2 separate regions of the Sus scrofa genome follow, and region 1 is linked to region 2. Evidence: chromatin contacts called from public Hi-C data. All regions are on one chromosome and are shown on one strand. The core of a region is the stretch at or near the end of the contact, and the rest is flanking DNA. Distances in the headings are between cores, read along the strand shown. Region 1 overlaps SMURF2 (E3 ubiquitin-protein ligase SMURF2). Region 2 has its middle 38 kb from the start of KPNA2.

Region 1 (4,993 bases), core at 504-3,003, 140 kb before region 2:
CCATGGAATATTACTCTGCCATAAAAAAACACTGCCATTTGTAGCAACATGAATGGACCTGGAGAAATTACACTAAGTGAAGTAAGCCAGAGAGAGAATAAGGATGTATCACTTATATGATATCACTTATATGTGGGATCTAAAAAATCATACAAATAATGGAGTTCCCTGGTGGCCTAACAGGTTAAGGATCCAACGTTGTCACTGCTGTGGCTTGGATTACTGCTGTGGCACTGGTTCAATCCCTGGCCCAGGAACTTCCCCATGTCATGGCATGGCTTAATAAATAAAATAAAATAATAATAATAATACAAATGAATTGATATATAAAACAGAAACAGACTCACAGACAGGAAATAAACTTATGGTTACCAGAGGGGAAAGGGAGGGTAGAGAGTGATAAATGAGGGGTATGGGATTATCAGATACAAACTACTATATAAAAAAATAGACAACCAACAAGGTCCTGCTATATAGCACAAGGAGCTATATTCAATATAATAACCTAAAATGGAAATATATATACATATATATACACACACATATATAATATATATACACATATACACGTATATATAACACACACATACATACACACACATATATAACTTTGCTATATATCTGACACTGACACAATACTGTAAATCAACTATATTTCAATTAAAAAAAAAAAAAAAAACCAGGGTACATCAAGTCCATTCACAAAAACTTGTGAGGAAGACTAAGTCCTGAAAATGGTAAAGAAGGCTTAAAGCTGGAGGACAAAACTGACATAACAGAAAACCCTCTGGAATAGATCCAGCTCTCCTGGAGCTATTTCTGATACACTCAGGGGAAAAAAATTCACCTACCACATAAAGCAGCCTGTCTCTGCAGATGTGCTAGGGTGCACCTTTTCCTAACATTTCAGGACAGGTTCCTATTTAAGCACAGGAACAAATACTCATACACCAGATAAAAGTAGCCATACTCTTACATAAAATGATGCTCAACAAAAGTAATTTATAATTGAAGAGAATGGACATCCGATCACATTTATTACAAAAAAAGAATCTATCAGTCTTGTTCAGATGCGCATTTTAACAGGTATTGTTTCAAAGTTTCAAAAACTTACTTTAAAACTAAATGCAAGTTAGCAGAGAGCCGAGGATCTGTAAACTGTGTTGTTCTGTTGTTATGGTCAACGAAATAAACTCTGCCTGTGGCTGTATTCCGGATCTCCCATCCAGGAGGCAATGGACCAAGCTCTTCACAATTTATGTTGCTAAGATCCCTGCAAAAACAAATATAAAATAAAAAATACCTCACTGCTGGGCTTGCTGAGCCAAGCAAGTGTAAATGACACAGAACAATTCCATGAAGTCTGAGAAAATGTATTGTTTCAGAAACTTGAGATGTTCAGCTGAAATCTTTAATTCCCAATGGTTTAACAAACTTGCATATTTAAACCCAATCCATAAAGGGCTCAGAAACTTATTACACAGCCTACATTTTCAGTAAGTCCATTCTTGGGCTTTAGTGCAATTCAGGTTTTAAATTAATATAAAAGCAATCACAACATTTGCCAACATAAACTGTACTTCAATATTTGTCTGACAAAGTAGTTTTACAAACGTCAGTGATACAAGTAATTATTTTCTAAAATATTTCCCTTCCATTATTTCTTGCTATACCATAAAATTTGTATAACTGTTCATTCCACGATTAATTTTAAGATTTTCAACAAAGCAAAACTAGAGGTGTTACTGAAATTAAGATCCTAAAAATAACCACGGTATGTACATTAAAGGATAATGGCTCCATTTTAAATTCTGAAAGCTGTAAAGCTAATGAAAGACGAGCCTGTTTAAGACACCTTAGGAAGAAGGCTCTAAGGTTTCCTGTACGATAGAAGAAGCAGAGACTTTTAACAGACCAAGGACCATTGGCATTATCCTCGCGTTCTTAAAAACACTATTATACATGACAAAGATTTATAGGACCTTGAAGAATAAATAAAAGCAAGTCTAATGTAAATTTAAACTGTAACCAATTATTATAATGGAAAATCTTATAAAAATTATGTTTTAAAAGTTAATCTAGAAAAAGATTTTTCATGAAATAATCTCTTCCTGGTCGTAGGGAAAACATAATGATGGGTACGGAAACAGTGATTTCTGACTTCTGCTTATAGGCGCCTTGGAGATTCTTCTGCCACGAACAGCTAAAGACGAGAAAGAACACACTATTTGAGACACTGCTAGCCTCAAAAGAGGCAAGGGGAAAAGTTCCAAGAATCCTTCTAAAATTTTTTAAGTGAATAGAGCTGGAGCTGGTACCTGAGTGGCAGGCAGAGTGGAGAGCTGCCAGAGGGGAGTGATTAATTGGGAAACTCAGCCTGAGGCCAGCCACAAAGCTGGAAAAGGAAACCTGGAAATTCCCCACTAAAAACTCAAAGGGAAGATGAAGGGATTCCAGGAAAACTTCCTGAATTCTCACTTTAGGTCCAAAGAACTCCAATTAAACTCTAACTCACAATCAAAGATCACCAATCACTTTAGAAAGGAAGTCATGACGACGGAGAGTCAGAAGAAATAAAACCACAGAAGTAGATCCCCAGGTACTGTTAGAGATCAAAGAGAATAGCTACAATATGTAACATTAAAAAAAAAATAAAAGGGCGCAATTACAAATTACAAATGATTATTAAAAATGAATAGACAAAATTGTAAAACAACTTTCAGAAATGAAAAGCAATTATTACGATCGAAGAAAAATTCTTTTTATAGAATGCAGAATTTGATTTTATATCATTTTATTTACAATTTCATAGATTTATAGTCATACATGGGAGGGCTCTAAAGAATTGATGAAAAGCAGAAAACTGAAAGCACTCTTTGTGAAAGTGGAAAATGATTAAAAGAAAATGGAATGTTACACAGCCATAAAAAGTATACAGATCAGTATTTAGTATGCAGTATAACAACAAAGCATTAATCATTATTTTATCTTATTTTTTTGGCCACACCCACAGCATGCAGAAGCCCCTGGGCCAGGAATCGAACCTGAAACACAGCAGTGACAATGGCAAGGGCAAGTCCTTAACTGCTAGGCCACCAGGGAACTCCTATTAATTTTTTTTGTTTGTTTTTGTTTTTGCTTTTTTTTAGGGCTGCAGCCATAACATATGAAAGTTCCCAGGTTAGGGAATTGGAAATACAGCTGCCAGCTTACACCACAGCTGAAGCAATGCAGGATCGAGCCATGTCTTCGACCTATACCTCAGCTCACAGCAAGTCCAGATCCTTAACCCACTGAGCGAGGCCAGGGATCACAACCTCATGATTACTAGTCAGATTCATTTCCACTGAGCCACAACAGGAACTCCCTATTAATTGTTATTTAAAAAAAATAAAATAAAACATTCTAAAAGGGGACTTCTCAGATAATCTGTATCCTAGATATATTTAAATAAAGTTAGTTTTAAAGTATCCAAGTTACACTATTTTATAAATGTTTTTAAAAAGTGATTATTTTAATAGAATCTAAATATTTATAGTCTGCCTTGATAAAAGATCCCCCATACAAAAGACCTATTTACTAAAGGATCCCCCCAAACAAAAGACTTATTTTATTTATTATTATTTAGTTTTATTATTTTATTTTTTGCCTTTTGTCCTTTTAGGGCCGCACCTGCAGCATATGCAGGTTCCCAGGCTAGGGGTTTAATCGGAGCTGTTGCTGCCGGCCTACACCACAGCCACAGCGATGCCAGATTCGAGCATGTCTGCAACCTATACCACAGCTCATGGCAACACCAGATCCTTAACCCACTGAGCGAGGCCAGGGATTAAACGCACAACCTCATCATCCCTAGTCGGATTGTTTCCACTGTGCCACAACAGGAACTCCAGGACTAATTTTTAAGATAACCATTTGGAGCAGAGAGACTAAAGGAAAGAAATATAATCCAGAGCATTATTTCATAAGGTCATTATTCAACAGTCAACATGAAATATTTTTAAGTCTTTATAGAAAGTCTTTATTCATTAATGAAAAACTGACACTGTTTCATTAGGAATAAGAATATATTAGCAACAGGGGTGCCAAAATCTTTCTCAATTTCAACTTCTCTTTTTTTTTTTTTTTTGGCTTTTTTTTTGCTATTTCTTGGGCCGCTCCTGCGGCATATGGAGATTCCCAGGCTAGGGGTTGAATCGGAGCTGTAGCCACAGCCTACGCCAGAGCCACAGCAACGCGGGATCCGAGCCCGTCTGCAACCTACACCACAGCTTACGGCAACGCCGGATTGTTAACCCACTGAGCAAGGGCAGGCACCGAACCCGCAACCTCATGGTTCCTAGTTGGATTCGTTAACCACTGTGCCATAACAGGAACTCCTCAATTTCAACTTCTGATGCTAAATGACATTCTTCTCTTTTTTTTCCCCTGTGGCAGGGCCAGGAATCAAACTGGTACCTCCACAGAGACAAGCCAATCTTAACCCGCCATGCCACAGGAGAACCCCTACATACTACTCACTGAACAGGCATCTCAAGATCAACTTTCGCCCAACTACGAATCATTTAGTTTAAAAAAATTTTTTTCTTTATATTTCTTTCCAATGATTTTAAATTATTTTATAGAAAGGTTCACTATAGACCTTCAATTTGATAAATAGAATCCAAAAACACTAGTTTTCATAATATATTTAACAAAACTATTATGTCTAAAAGTTAGGCACTTGGATTTTTTTTCAGTAAAAATTTTTAACTGAAAAAATTTCCTATTACTTTTTAAAAATCAACATCTTATATCATAAAGACAGAAATGGCAACCTTTATATAATAATTAATGGTAATACATTTCCTTGGCTGCCACCCTTAAAAGATTCTAATTAAGCTCTATCACAAAGTAAAACATTCTTTTTCTTTTTTTTGTCTTTTGTCTTTTTAGGGCTGCACCTGCAGCATATGGAGGTTCCCAGGCTAGAGCCTAATCGGAGCTATAGCTG
Region 2 (4,685 bases), core at 1,893-4,392:
GTAATGCTTCATTTACTTAAAAACAAAAAAAATCAGAAGTCAAAATACCAAAATGTCAAAAGTTACTCAAATAGATGGTAAATACAGAGGATACTATATTAAACTCTGATCTTCTACTTGAAATGTTTAATGACTTTTTTAAAATGGAGCCCTTCTTGTAGAAATTGAGAAGCTGACCCTAAGATGCATATAGACTTAGAAAGAACACAGAATAGCCAAAATAATCTTAAAAAAAAAAAAAAAGAACAAAGAGCAAATTTGGAGGACTCATACCTTGTAATTCCAAAACTACAAACCTACAATAATCAAGGCAGTGCTCTACTGGCATACAGACAGACATACAGGAGTTCCCATTGTGGCTCAGTGGGTTAAGAACCTGACACAGTGTCCCTGAGGAGGCGGGTTTGATCCCTGGCTTTGTTCAGTGGGTTAAAGATCCAGCATTGCCAAACGCTGCAGCACAGGTCGCAGATGCAGTTTGGATCCCGCATTGTGTGGCTGTGGCATAGGCCCCAGCTGCAGCTCCAATTTGAGCCCTTGCCTAGGGAATTTCCATATGCTGCAGGTACAGCCTAAAAAAGAGAGGGAAAAAAAAAAAGATATGTAGATGAATGGAATAGGATTGAGAGTCCAGAAATGAGAGACCTTATTTTTACGATCAATTGACTTTCGACAAGGGTGGCCACACAACTCAGGGGGGAAAGATCAATCTTTTCTATAAATGGTGTTGGGACAACTGGATATCCACAAGCAAGAGAGTGAGCTGGACCACCTACCTCACACCATACAGAAAAAAAATTAACTCAAATAGAGCAAAGACCCAAGGAGCGAAAGCCATAAAACTCATAGGAGAAAGCATGGACACAAATCTCTGCGACTTTGGATTAGACAAGTGATTTCTGAGCTATGACAAAAGCACAGCAATAAAAATAATAATAACTTGGACTTCATTATAACTTAAAACTTTTGTGCTGCAAAGGACACAATCAAGAAAGTGGAAAGACAACCCACAGAATGAGAGAAAATATTTGCGATTCATATATCTGATAAGGGCCTCGTATGCAAAATATATAAGGAGCATTTATAACTCATCAACAAAGTGACAAATAATCCAATAGGAATGTGAGCAAAGGGTCTGAATAGATATTTCTCCAGACAAGACATACTAGCGGCCAGTAAAACACATGAGAATATACTCAGCATCGACAGTCATTAGGGAAATGCAAATCAGAACGACGAGATACCACCCCATACCCTCTACATGGCTATAGTCAAATAGATGGATACTAAGAGTGTTGGCAAGGATGTGGACAAACTGGAGTGTTTACACATTGCTACGGAGAATGGAGAATCGTGCAGCCACTTTGTTTTGGCTTCTGTTTGTTTTTGGCCACGCTCACAGCATGTGGACGTTCTTAGGCCAAGAATCAAACCCATGCCACCAGAGCAGTGACAAGGCAGGATCCTTAACCCGCTGTGCCACAAGGGAGCTCCAAGTACAGCCACTTTGGAAAACATTTGACAGTTCCTCAAAATCTTAAACATAGACTCACCCTATGATGCAGCAATTCCACTTCTAGCTATATACCCAGGAGAACTGAGAACATATGTCCGCATAAAAACTTGTACACAAATATTCATAGCACCGTCATTTATAAGAGCCCCCAAATGGAAATAACCCAAATGCCCATAGACTGATGAATGGATACACACAAAATGTGATATGCCCGTATTATAGACTATTACTTGGCAATACAAATGAATGAGGAACCGATAGATGCTTCAACATGAATGAACCTGGGTAACATGCTGAGTATAAGAAGCCAACATAAGAGTCCATGTGTTACATGATCCCATTTGTAGGAAATGTGCAGAAGAGGTAGCGCCATAGACCCAGCAAGCAGATGAGTGGGTACCTATAGCTGGGGAGGAGGAGTAAACAGGGACTCACTGCTAATGGGTACGGAGTTTTTTTCAGAGTGATGAAACATCCTGAAATTAAATTGTGGTGATGTGCAATGGAATATACTAAAAGCATTGACTCATACAATTTAAAAGCGTCAATTTTATGGAATGAGAATTACATTTTGATTTAAAACACACACACACTGCAGAGCCTACGCTGGAGTTGGTAGCCTGTTCTCCCCCCACCCCCACCTCCCCACCCCCTGCCCCAATGCTCCCCTGGAGGAGGCTCAGGACAGCATATGGGAGTGTGACTTGGAGATTTCTCAGATGCTCATCCTTTCTGGAAGATGTTGAGAAAACAAGTTGAAGCCCTGGGTCAGAAGTGCAGTTTTATAGGCTGCACTGCGGCATCAAGAGTGTTTGCCACGTTATCCTATAGCCAAGCAAACCACAGGCTTGATTGCAGGAAACGAATTAGCCCTGGAGTGCATGTGATGGTTTAACAAGTTACTCCATATTTTAGACTCCATCACTGCCTTGACTTTAAGTATTAGACTGCTCTAGTCACATCATGATTAGTTGGTGGCAACCTCTTTTTTCTTTTTTCTTTTTTTCCTTTTTGTCTTTTTAGGGCTGCATCCGTGGCATATGGAGGTTCCCCGGCTTGGGGTCAAATTGTAGCTATAACCGCTGACCTACGCCACAGCAACACGATATCTGAGCTGCTTCTGTGGCCTACAACATAGCTCACAGCAACGCCGGATCCTTAATCCACTGAGTGAGACCAGGGATGGAACCTGCGTCCTCGTGGATGCTCGTCAGATTTGTTTCTGCTGAGCCACAACGGGAACTCCTAGTGGCAGCTTCTTGATGTACAATAATGTTCATTCATTTTGCAAGCAGATCTGAATACAGTTGCATTTCAAATACCTAAAATATTTGTAAATAGGAGTTCTCTTGTGGTGCAGCAGGTTAAGGATCCGGCGTTATCACTGCAGCAACTCAGATTGCTGCTGTAGCATGGGTTCAGTCCCTGGCCCAGGAACGTCCACATGCCGTGAGTGGAACCCAAAAAAAGAAGAAGAAGAAGGAGCTCAGGGTTTCTTTGTTTATGAATTTATTTTTCCAGGGGTGGGGCGATTTAAAGAGCCAGAGCTGTTTCCTGACAGCGCTCACTGAGCTGGTCTGGAAGCCTCAGGCCCCAGCCGGGCTGACCACGAGCCAGACCCAGAGTAAGTTTCGTCCCACGCTTCCTGTCGGGTACGGCAGCCTGAGTTTCCTGGTGACCCTTCCCTGCACCCAGCTGATTCAAAGCCCTGGCAAGACCTGGTGCCAGCCAAGAAAATCTGAGGCAGCCAGGTTTGTTATTTCAAATCTCTAACCCTGCAGACCTCTGTGTTTGGTGAGTAAACAGAAAGTTAGAACAAGGATGCGTGTGATAGCCGTGATTTATAATTTAAGTGGGCAAAACCCCTGCATGGCCAGCCTGCGAAATGTCAGCCCCTCTCAAATTTAACTAATTTAACTAGTTTAGGAACATAACAAACATGATGAACAGTAGGAATGTCAAAATGGTACAGCCCTTCTAAAAAACAGTTTGGCTGTTTCTTATAAAGTTAAATATACACTTGCCATAAGATCCAGCAACTGCACTCCTGGGAATTTATCCCGGAGAAACAAAAACTTGTGTTCACATGAAATCCTGTATATCGATGTTGATAGCAGTTTTATTTGTAAGAGTCATGTATTAGGCAGGGGTCTTCAGAGAAAAAGAAACCACAGGGAGAGAGGCAGGGAGAAAGAGAGAGATTTAGCATAAGGAACTGGCTCGCATGATCCCTGAGGCTGACAAGTTCTGAGTTTCACAGTCAGCAAGCTGGAGACAGAAGCCAGCCAATGGTGCAGTTCCAGTCTGAGTACGAAGGTCTGAAATCGAGAAAGACCTGAAGTTTCAGTTTGAGTCTAAAGGCGGGAAAAATCAATACACCAGCTCGAGATAGGCAGGCAGGAGGATTACCTTTTTTTTTTTTTTCCTTGTGGCTGCACCCACAACATCTGGAAGTTCCTCGGCCAGAGACTGAATCCGAGCCGCAGCTGCAACCTAAGCCTCAGCTGCAGTGATGTTGGATCCATCAACCCATTGTGCCAGGCTGAGAATCGAACCTGTAGCCACCCAAGCCACTGCAGTTGGATTCTTTTTTTTTTTTTTTTTTTTTTTTTTAGGGCCACACCCACAGCATATGGAAGTTTGAAGTTCCCAGGCTAGGGGTCAAATTGGAGCTATAGCTGCCAACCAACATCACAGCCACAGCGATGCCAGATCCGAGCCGTTTCTGTGACCTACACCACAGCTCACGGCAACACTAGATCCTTAACCCACTGAGCAAGGCCAGGTATTGAACCTGCATCCTGATGGATGCTAGTCAGATTTGTTCCCGCTGAGCCATGATGGGAACTCCTGTGGTTGGAGTCTTAAGCCCTGTACCACAATGGGAACTCCAGGAGTCCCTCTTATGTGGGGGGAAACCAGCCTTTTTGTTCTATTCAGGACTTCAACTGATCGGAGGAGGCCCACCCACATTAAGAAGGGTAATCTGCTTTACTCAGTCTATTAATTTAATCATTAAGCTCACCCAGAATGCCCTCACAGATACAACCAGAATAAAATTTGACCAAATATCTGGGCACCCTGCAGCCCATGCAATGTGACACTTAAAACTAACCATCACAGGTCAAAAACCAGAAATAAGTCAATTTCCTTCAACAGGTGAATGGAT

The links. A called contact is a pair of places that touch in the nucleus more often than the background predicts.
Region 1: a Hi-C map of mesenteric adipose tissue shows a contact between it and region 2, with 1.9 times the contacts expected there. The contact joins two enhancer-like sites. A contact is called at or near these places in 14 of 47 Hi-C or Micro-C datasets (adipocytes, alveolar macrophages, embryonic fibroblasts and 9 more) and 2 of 2 datasets of contacts at active chromatin or transcription factors (alveolar macrophages and skeletal muscle).

Annotation. Positions count from the first base shown.
Region 1 is chr12:14,461,746-14,466,738 of Sscrofa11.1, reverse strand. All of the region lies in intron 9 of SMURF2 (E3 ubiquitin-protein ligase SMURF2), which reads right to left. Among named protein-coding and RNA genes, the nearest start is that of SMURF2, 96 kb to the right of the region's middle. Within about 2 kb of position 1,753, at least 5 of the 83 cell types and tissues checked have an H3K27ac peak or open chromatin away from gene starts, as enhancers often do. A contact at or near this core is called in mesenteric adipose tissue, where this site is marked.
Region 2 is chr12:14,320,563-14,325,247 of Sscrofa11.1, reverse strand. No RefSeq gene overlaps it. Among named protein-coding and RNA genes, the nearest start is that of KPNA2, 38 kb to the right of the region's middle. Within about 2 kb of position 3,142, at least 29 of the 83 cell types and tissues checked have an H3K27ac peak or open chromatin away from gene starts, as enhancers often do. A contact at or near this core is called in mesenteric adipose tissue, where this site is marked.